Linked DNA regions of Sus scrofa: region 2 is linked to region 1. Evidence: chromatin contacts called from public Hi-C data. All regions are on one chromosome and are shown on one strand. The core of a region is the stretch at or near the end of the contact, and the rest is flanking DNA. Distances in the headings are between cores, read along the strand shown. Region 1 overlaps SGCD (sarcoglycan delta). Region 2 holds the start of SGCD (sarcoglycan delta).

The links. Hi-C and Micro-C count contacts between places; a contact is called where the count stands out from the background.
Region 2: a contact with region 1 is called in a Hi-C map of embryonic fibroblasts, with 2.2 times the contacts expected there. The contact joins the promoter of SGCD here to the enhancer-like site in region 1. A contact is called at or near these places in 3 of 47 Hi-C or Micro-C datasets (embryonic fibroblasts, fetal heart ventricle and heart right ventricle) and 1 of 2 datasets of contacts at active chromatin or transcription factors (skeletal muscle).

What each region holds. Positions count from the first base shown.
Region 1 is chr16:66,729,974-66,735,020 of Sscrofa11.1, forward strand. The region is part of intron 2 of SGCD (sarcoglycan delta); the gene reads right to left. Among named protein-coding and RNA genes, the nearest start is that of SGCD, 160 kb to the right of the region's middle. Within about 2 kb of position 2,803, at least 9 of the 83 cell types and tissues checked have an H3K27ac peak or open chromatin away from gene starts, as enhancers often do. A contact at or near this core is called in embryonic fibroblasts and skeletal muscle, where this site is marked.
Region 2 is chr16:66,888,599-66,893,957 of Sscrofa11.1, forward strand. It overlaps SGCD (sarcoglycan delta), which reads right to left and starts at 1,622. Exons shown (of 8, transcript NM_001144123.1): 1 at 1,547-1,622.

The DNA of each region.
Region 1 (5,047 bases), core at 1,553-4,052:
GCTTTGCTCAATGCACGGGCTCCACCATAGTATAATACAAAAACGTATACATATCTAAACAAATACCACATTTTGTTGATTCCATTCTACTCAATGGGGCTCAACAATACTAAAGGACTCCTTAAAAGGAAGATCATAATATAGAAAGAATCAAGTCTGAAATACTCTTTCAAACTGCTTTTCAGTTCATTTAGCACTGACAATTGCATGGGTTTCCTTTCTTTTTTGCTATTTCTATTTCTTTTTTTTTTTTTTTTCTTAAGTTCACTGAATTAACAGTCAATGTCTAAAATCACTGTTGCTTGCAGTTCAAGGATATTGGAAATTCCAATAAACCTTCTTGTAGGCTCATAAAATATCCTTCTCCGAAAAAGAAATGCCTGTTGAGATCACAGTACTAAGATGTACTTTGGAGGAGACTTGTTCCTTGGATTGGAGATACCAGCTGGCCTGGATGTGCATGTTTAAAACAAAAGGATTTCATTTACCTATCAGACAGTACTTGATTCGGATGGCCAGCGTCATTGTGACATCAAGCTGCCAGGATGTGTTCCTCCCTCGGGTGACAATTTTCCTCTACAACAATCCTGCTGAAGAAGTTGGGGATTTACTATTCACTGCCTCCCAATTCCCTCGTGTGCAACATTTAGCCACAGAAGCATTACACTACGCCCTATTTTCTGGAAGGCATTTTTCTTTTCTCCAGTTTCAGATATGGTTTGTCTATGCCTTGATCTCAAAATTAACCCCAACTGCTGCTCTTTAAAGTTTTAAACTTCAAGTCTCCTTAAGGCCATGTTTGTATATAATGATTATACCAGAATTTAGTTTCTCTGGATGTTAGGGGTGACAAATGAGGATCACTGAATTTTTTATCTTTTTTAGCCCACTCTCTTTCTCAGCTCTTCTATCATCTTCCTTGTGCTTCCACTGTGGCTGCTTCTGCCAGTGCATACCCAGTTCACATCTAGAATGTTTTTCTTGTTACTAACATATGGATTTTATGAATTTTTCCAAGATGAACTCAAAACCATTTTTTACTGGGTTAAAATGCAAATCCCCAAAATGCAACTGGAAGGTGACAACAGACAGAGAGGGCTTCAGGTCTCTGCAAATCCTCTGCTGTCCTCCTAGACCCCACGTTTAAGAACCAGCCAGGCAGGGGACCATCTGGAAGTGATCCAGTTCTTGGCTTGGTTTGCTGATAAATCACGTGGAGACCTGGGCTAGCCAAGCCTGCTCTGGCCTTAGTGATGAGGAAGCACACACAGCTGACTTTCGCCCTCAAGCAGGGCGAGTCACAACAAGCAGATGGATTGCCCCTCTGATTTCTCACTTTTCAGCCCTTGGAATCTTCACCTTCAAGTCCCACAGTCTCCTGTCCCAAGAAAGGTGCTGCCCCATTTGCACATCTCTCCTTTCTTCTTTTTTTCTGCCTTTCTCATGTCTGACCACTTTCCCAACCAAGTACTCCACAACTCCTTTTTCTGGGCCCCCAACCTAACCCTCTAGGGTTTGAATGGGCCTCTTCATTACCGAAGCATATTGAGTTGGGTTCCTGAGATTGCCAAAGAAATATATACTGCAGAGCCCTCCAGGAGCTGTTTGCAGCGCTGGTGTTTTGAGGAGTGTTTGCTTTACTACAACAGGACTTGTTGACTCAAGGGAGGGACTGGAAGAAAATGGGAGTCACAGAATATCTTGTCTCTTCCTATCTTTTGGGTAAAGTCCTTTTGGAGAGATGGGCTAGAGGAATAGGCAGATAGAACTAGTCAGAACAGTTTTCTAAATAAGACATGTGTTCCGTGACCCACAAGGGAAAAAAAGGCGGCACAGAGTGACAAAGAGATTTTTTTTTTCTTACTCTTCTGCATGGGTCCCAGATGAGCTCTGACCTCCTCAGATACCCCCAGCCTTAGGACAACCCACAGGCTGAACCACCATCCTAAGCACTGGCATGCTAAGACATGCCATGACACAGGAGGGGCACCTCCAAGAGGAGTCGTGGGCAGGGGAAGTGAACTCAGGCAAGAAGGAATAGAGTCAGGGGAAATGTGGCTGCCACTGAAAGGCTGATTTGTGGCAACAAGGGAAAGATCCCTTTGTGGATGGTTAAGATACTGTGAAAAGAGACTGGCTTGCAGTAATCGAGGCAAGGGGAACCCATGCCCAACCTATTACTGGTGTAAAATGGAAGCGGGGGCTTGCTCTATTGTCAGAGGTGGGTGAAGCCAGTCATATTCTGCGAGTTAACAGCGAGGGAAAATAAGAGCTAAGAATTATCATTTATTTAGCACCTACTGGATGCCAGTCACTATACTACCATCTTTCTCTAGAGGCATTAGCTTATTTTATCTTTAACATCAATTTTATAGTATCAGCATTATTATCATCAGTATTTTATAGTCAGGGAAACTAAGGCTTGAAGCGGTTTGGTAAATTCCCGAGGTCACGTGGTTGGGAAGTACTGAACCCTTGAGACCATGTCAAGTTAATGCTCCCCTAATGGCACAGCAAAACTAGGCTAAATGGACTCTGGGCACACGCTCAGCCTCCCTCCTTCCTTATATCCAGAGTTATGAGGTCCACTTTCTACCTGTTATCCCAATTATCCTTTTAAAAACCGCCAATTAGAAAGGGCACATTTCTAAACTGGTTTCTGCTTCAGTCAGGACCCAAATTAAATCTGTTTCCTTTCAAACCCAGCTGGCTCTTCTTTCCCTGACCAGCTGGAACAGCTCCCGCCTCATCAGAGAGCTGTCGGCAGGGCTGGGTGGCCCGTGTTCAGGACTCCCTGACCGACTGCTGGCAGATGCTGCGTCAAAGAAATGACACACGCCTCCATGGCAGCACTAAGGAGTCCACCCGCACTGCATACAGGAAGTGAGAGTCTGCAGCCAGGCTTGGAGTTTAGAGCCAGGATGAGTGCAAAGGTGCTCAAGGCAGCCTCCAGACCATGGGAAGGAGATCCCGACACATGATGTTGCACAAGGCTGAATCATTTCCAAGGAGAGTTACTTGGTACCAGTGAATTCCACAGTGACTAGCCCACAGTTTGTCCACCTCGCACTGTGGACATCTGAGGTCTTGCTCATTCTTGGTGGTGGGGGCTCTGCTGTGTCCTGTGCTCTGTAGGGTGTCTGGCAGCACCCCACTAAACAGCAGCCATGCAAGTCGCCCCCATCCCTCCCCTAACTGTGATGACACCAAAAATATCCTGGGACATTGCCAAATGTCCGTTCGGGGATAAAATCACCCCCATTTGAGAACCAAAGCACTTTCTGATCTTGACTAATCCATGATATGATAGGGAGAAGTGAGTCAGGTTAGGTGTGAGGAAACATGAGTGAGAGTTCAGGCTCCATGCAGCTGTTGCTAAATGAACTTGGGAGAGTCCCCATTGCTCTCTGAGTCTCAGTGTCCATATCTGGAAGATAGAAGAGCTGGGAAAAATGATCTTTTAATTTAGGATCATTCCTAGAATGTCTGAAGTTTCTCATACAGGAAAAAAAGAATCTAGCCAGAGTTGAAAACTGGTGTCAAAGGTATTCAAACTCAGTTTATTTAACAAACAGCTTATTTCTTGTCATAAAGTGCCCCAAGCCTTGTGGATATGACAGAAATCCATTCAGATATGACACTGATTAGTGTTTCTAAAAAGGTGGCCAGAAGACGGTCACCTAGAATGCTACTTAAAAACACAGATTCCTCAGCTCAAATCCATATCCAAGGAATATCTGCAAGGTGCACTCAAATTCTGCATTTTAATAAGCTATCAGAGTAATTCCTGTCCATGTTAAAGTTTGAGAATCACTAACACAGATGATGCTCCCAAGGAATTTACCATCTACTTGGACAGAAAAGAGTTGTAAAAACCTAATATATATATATTATATATACAATATATATATCTCGAAGTAAAGGTGCTAAGTGCTGCAAAGGTGATAAAAAAGGGGAAGAAAGAGCTAAAACAGTCACTCAGACCTCCAAGGAGGTTATAGCTGAGACTTCCTAGTTGGAATTATCCAATTTAGGTACTGGATAAATGAAGTATATGATGTAGGATGACTTTATTAGACTCCTACCAGCCATTTTATTTTTTTTTCTATTACAAAAACACTTATAAACCATACAGTGCAGAGATTATAACTTTGTGATTTTGACAGACATACTCACTCATGAAGCTGCCATGTCAATGAACACTGTCACTCCCAAAGCCCCCAGTTCCCTTTCAGGCAATTCATACATCCTACAGACAAACGGTGTGCTTACTTCCACCACAAACATTACTTTTGTCTGTTCTTGAACTGCTTATAAATGGAATCATACGGGATATGTGGTCTTATAACTGGTTTCTTTCATTCCACATAACACAGTTTGAGTCGTCTGCGTTGTTCTGTGTATCAGGAGCACATTACTTTTTTTTACTGCTGTATAGATACACCACAATTTATCCATTTTTATGTTGATGAATATTTGTTTCCACTTTTGAATTATTATGAAAAAGCTGCTTAAAGCATTCTAAATATTCTTTTAAAAGTCCCCTGTAGGAGTTCCTGTCGTGGCGCAGTGGTTAACGAATCCGACTAGGAACCATGAGGTTGGGGGTTCGGTCCCTGCCCTTGCTCAGTGGGTTAACGATCCGGCGTTGCCATGAGCTGTGGTGTAGGTTGCAGACGCGGCTCGGATCCCACGTTGCTGTGGCTCTGGCGTAGGCCGGTGGCTACAGCTCCGATTCAACCCCTAGCCTGGGAACCTCCATATGCCGTGGGAGCAGCCCAAGAAATAGCAACAACAACAACAAAAAGACAAAAGACAAAAAAAAAAAAAAAAAGTCCCCTGTAGACATATATTTTCATTTCTCTTAGGTACGTAGAAGCAGAAAGGCTAGGTTATAGAGAAGATAAATGTTTAACTTTGTAGGAAAATACAAAACAATTCTGTTAAGCAATTGTAAAGTTTAGACCCTCAGCACCATATGAGAGTTCCAGTTACTCCATATCCTTAACATGCGGTACAGTAAATCTTTTAATTTTAACCAATTAGC
Region 2 (5,359 bases), core at 372-2,871, 160 kb after region 1:
CCTGGCATCCTGCTCCCTCTGTAGGCAACACAAGTGTAGTCACTGTCTACAGGTCCTACCTTGCCCCAGGTCCATCAGTTCCCAAGCCCTCTCCATCCCAACAGAACCCAAAGATGATGTTTATGAAGAAAGTACTGGTGTGCCATCTCTCAGAATAAGAATTCCTGCTGCCAGTCAGTCCCCAATTCCCTCTGCTAAGAGCAAAACTCTTGAGAAAATAAAATTGCTGGCTGAGAGGGCTGACTTTTCACCCACAAACAATGTCTGGGCACTTATCCTAGGTCTTACAAAAAGACAGGAAAAAGTCAGGCTCCCCTACTCATTATTCACTCATAATCTAACTCTCTGCTATCAGCTACTTATTGAGAGATTTGAGACCTGAAGTCAACACACACCTGTTTTGCTAGAGGTCCACCTGCAGAAGTCAAGCCACCCTTCTTCTGTTCAAGGAGTAGCCAAAAATCCATTCATTCATCCGTTTCCCCAACAAGATGCTTGGCCAAGCCCCCTTTGGAAAACTCCATTGCTGTTACTGATTGCTTTGCCAGTAATCACAAAGTTGTAGTGAGATTTAATCTAGCTCTTTCAGAGCTGAACCAGTTTCTTAAGTGCAATTACATTATATCGTGCATTTTGTAGAAGCTAGGCATAGAATAAGGTATAGCTTTTGTGGGGGGTGGTAGAATCTGTATGGCTTTATAGCTGATATATAGAAAAGAGAATTATTGAAAATTCGATTTTTTTAAAGCACTCTTTCAGTAAGGTATGAAATCAAACCAATCAATGAAATAAGATTCACACTACTATATCTCTATCTTTTAACAATGATTTCTGAGTAAATGACTGTTTTCTGTGACTCTTCAGTTGTCTATATTTCATAAAATACAGAAGTATTTTTTTGAAGAGAACTGACAGTTACTTCAATTTAGAAAAATTGAAAATTATTATAGAAACAGAATTACAAATGTTGAGCCAGCATATTTCTAGGCAAATACATCACTGAGCTTCTTAATGACAGTCAAAATCCCACATAATAATAAAAGGTGCCAGGAACTCGTACATACAGATCTGTTCCTACACTCTGAAAGCGTAATCCAAAATAGAAACTTCAAACTCCGATTCTCTCAAATAAGAGCCATTTTCTGCTAAAAATGCCTCTCTCCAAATTCTCCTGAAGCAAAGAGCACAGTTTCATCTAAAATTATCCTCCCTGCCAATGAACTGTCCTTGCACGTAGAAAAGTTACAGAAGGTTGGAGCAGGATGACAACACAAGAGTTCACAGACTTTGCCTTTTCACAGTCGTGTTGCCGGTCCCATCTAACTTTCCCAAGTATTTCTGCTCTGCTGAAAATCACATCTTGAGGCGGGCTGTGGAAAGAAAAGATTACAACCCACACCAAGTATGTGAGTGATGGAGTTCTAACTTGTACACACACACACACACCCACACACACACACCCAAAACTCAGAGTACTTGAGAACAAACAGCAGGCTTAGAGAGGACAAGAAAGCATGGAAATGCAGGAACGTTAACTGTCCCCTACCTCTCTTGTCTTCTTCGCACAAAGCGGCTGGTGAGAACCCCGCACAGTCCAGGAGGCGTGTGTGGAGAGGCTGGAAGGAGGCGGCCACTGGGCCTGCGGAGGGTGAGCAGGCCCAGCCTGTGTTTAGAAGCTGCCCCAGTCAGATTTTCCAGCTGCAGAATTGCAGCCAAGTCCCTGCCCATGCCTGAAGAATTTCCTGAACAGCATTCCCGGTCTTTTTCTGACTGCTTTGAAACCGTACTCTGTCTGTACTTCAATACGGCTTTGTCAGGCCAACTCCCAGCTACTGGGCTCACTCCAGCTCTCAATGGGAAACACATGTGTCAAGCACGGCCCTGCTCCCCTGCATCGGCGCCCCTGGCGTCTGCTGGGCCCACACTCACAACCACAAAGACCAGGGCTGCTAGAACCGATTCTGATTTCTCACTCATTGTCCCCACGGCCTCTGCTCTGTGGTGCTAGCCGCTGGAGTGGCATCTCTTCTGTCTTCTCCTTAACTCTGCCCCTTTTTAACTGGCTCTGTCCCCAGATGACCCCTGTTGGCTACCTCCCCCCCACCCACCAGCCCTTGCCAATCCTGATAAGGAGCCTGTTACAGCTGAGAGATGGGAGTTCTAAATTGATCTCCCTGCTGGCTGTTGCCTCTGTCTTTGCTCCCAGTTTCAATTGCTCAAGGAGGAACAATATTTTTAGCATTTCCAGACTGGTTCAGGCACTTCAGAATGGTTGCCTTCACCTGATATGTGCACCTTTTGCTGCTGCCACTGAAAATAATGCAATTATTTTTTTCAGACACTTCTGGTGCTCCCTGCTCTGTAACTGTGCTGGTCCAAAAAAAAAAAAAAAAAAAAAAAAAAAGATGTAACATTTTGCAGGTTGTTGCACTGTGTGTTACGGTTACAGGAAATGCAAAGGAGAAAAGAATGCACCTTTAATCTGAAGGTGTCCTGATCCTCTGCACCTGTGATTATTTCTGGATGACACTCCGAGATGTCCCATCCCATGTACATTCTTCTGGATTTTACGGTCTACCTTTGAGATTTCCTCTTTCCATAAAAAAGGAGGAAATGTCTAAATAGATGAAGAGGGCACTCCTCTTCCCCCACACTGAAAACCCCGTATCTAATGAGCCAAAGCTAAGTTGTCAAGGCAATACTATAAAAAAAAAAAAAAAGATGATTTAAAGAGAGTGCCTCCTTTGTTTTGAGATTTTTCTTTTCTTTGTGGGGGTATTAATATTTTACATTCCCAAACCATATCCCACTAGCAACTGATTTTAAAGAACTGGATGGCCAGATTGTAAAAGTATTGTGTGTTCCTCAGGGGCTGTTGTAAATAATAGATTTGGGATCTGAAGTTTAGCATCCAACTGCACTGGCTACGTTCAGCAGGATTCGACTTTTGCCTTGGGAAGCAGTCAGTGTGTGCATCTGTGTGTGGGGAAGGAAGCATGAGCACCTCTAAGGTCAGGATGCAATTAAGGAATCAAAGAACTTCAGAGTAGGAGGGAACCCCAGAGACCTGCTAATCCAAATTGTTTCAACCCTTCATTTTACACAGGGAAATGGAAGTCCACAGAGACGAAATGACTTGTCCAGAGGTGCAAAGACCCTTAAAGTCAGAACGGGTGCTAGAAAGCAACATGTGCGCTAATTTTCCATATGCTTTCTCCATCCCAGCATCATTGGGAAAGGCAGTATCATTAACCTTCATAAGAGCAGGCTTGGCATCGGTGGCCCAGATCTAATCTTAGCTGTTTCTCACTACGGCTGTGACTCCTGGTTAGTTTGCTGAGCCTCCCTGTACCTCAGTTTCCTCATCTGTAACATGGGGGTAAGAATAGAATCTACCCCACAGAATTGTTAGGCTTTGATGAGAAAATCCATGCCATGTGTTTATGACACGGCCTATACATTTCAGTTTAGTTCTCTTTCTTTTTTACATTGAGCAAAACCCAGACCCTTTCTCTTGCCTAAAAGCAAAATTGTACTCTCACATCTACTTTGAGTTCCTAGAATAAACTAATGAACTGATTAAGTTTTCTGCCACCTTACTTTTACATAGAAAGGGCCTATTACCTTAGACATAGCCAAGTTCCTAATGCTTTATCAGAACCAAACAGCTACGTTTCAGTTACTCTCTACACACAACACTGAAGTCTTGCCTCAAGATTAACTCACAGGCAAGGTAACCAGTGAGACCAAATCTGCAGTCAGTTACACAAGGCTGAACAAAGTGTCATTTGCAGAGAACTGGACCTTCTTTCCAAGCCTTAAGAGCTCAAGATTACCCTGCTAAAAATAGAAGACCATTAGCGATTGCAATCCTCATGTTTGGCAACTGCAATGTCCTAAATTAACAACTACAAAACAAAATCCCTAATATTGAGGAAGAAAGTTTCCTGAGAAAACAGCTTCTACAAATTCTAAAGAATCAGCTTTCTATCTGGGGTTCCAGAGCCTTCACTGTAGAAGCAATCCTAGGAACTGGTTATTGAACCACTCACTACATACTAACCATGTCTGGGTGCCCGGCTTCCTTGGGGAAAATAAAAGAGGAAGGGTAGTTCTTAATTTGGATTGGTTTGCAAATGTTTTAGTAAACAACAACAACAGCAGCAAAAAAAAAAAAAAAAAAAAAAACCAAAACAAAACAAACGAACAACAACAACAAAAATCCCATAGAACAACTGGAAAGACCAAGGTCAGACTTTATACAAAGGCAGAATATTGATGACGTCATCTGAGGAATGCTCCTCTGAGGTCTCTCCAAAGACTTACTCCATGGATCATTTCAGCATGGGCATTTGGAAGTCAATACCTTAGCTTGGGACCCGGTTTCATTACTACCAGCTGGAAAATCCTGAAAAGCTACGCATCTCTTCTAACATTAAGAAAAATTATCCCGAACCTGAAAATCAGGCCAAAAGGTGGTCACATTCTTTCAAAGTCATGTGCGGCAACTGTTTAAGATGATGTCTCGAGAATGAAGGGAAATGTGCCTCGTTCAATTCACTGTGTCCTACTGAATAAAGATCCCAAATACACTCAAGTTACACACTGACTTGGGAAATTTTATCTACTAAAGATACAAGTTATTTCTCTTCAGTAGAAAATATAATCCCAAATGTCATGGCTTACTGCCCTATAGGACGTTAAACGAGTTTTGTATCTAATCTATTAATCCTGAGCTAACTTTCCTTTGTTAATATATCTATGAACAAGTTTTGGACTTACTGGAAAATAGAGACTCCAAATCATCCTTTTTTTAGGAGTTAAATTATTGCTGCAATTTAAATGCATCCATTACTTTAGGAAATGGACCCCCCCCAAAAAAGAAAATATTGCTGAAATTTATGTCAAAGAACGTTCTGCCAATTTTTTTGTTCCTCTGGGAGTATTATAGTGGCCAGTCTTACTTTTAGGTTTTTAACCCATTTTGAGTTTATTTTTGTGTACAGTGTTAGAGAATGTTCTAATTTCATTCTTTTATATATGTAATTGTCCAGTTTTCCCAGGACCAATTATTGAAGAGACATTTTGTATATTCTTTCTTCCTTTGTCATATGCAGATTAATTGACTATAAATGCATTGGTTTACATATGGGATTTCTATCCTGCTCCATTGATCTATGTGTCTGTTTTAAGGTCAGTAACAGTATTTCGATGACTGTAAAACTTTGTAGTATAGTCTGAAGTCAGGGAGTGTGATTACACTAGCTCTGTTCTCCTAAGATGGTTTGGCTATTTGGGGTCTTTTATGTTTCCATACATCTTTTTAAATTATTTGTTCTAGTTTGGTGAAAAATGCCAT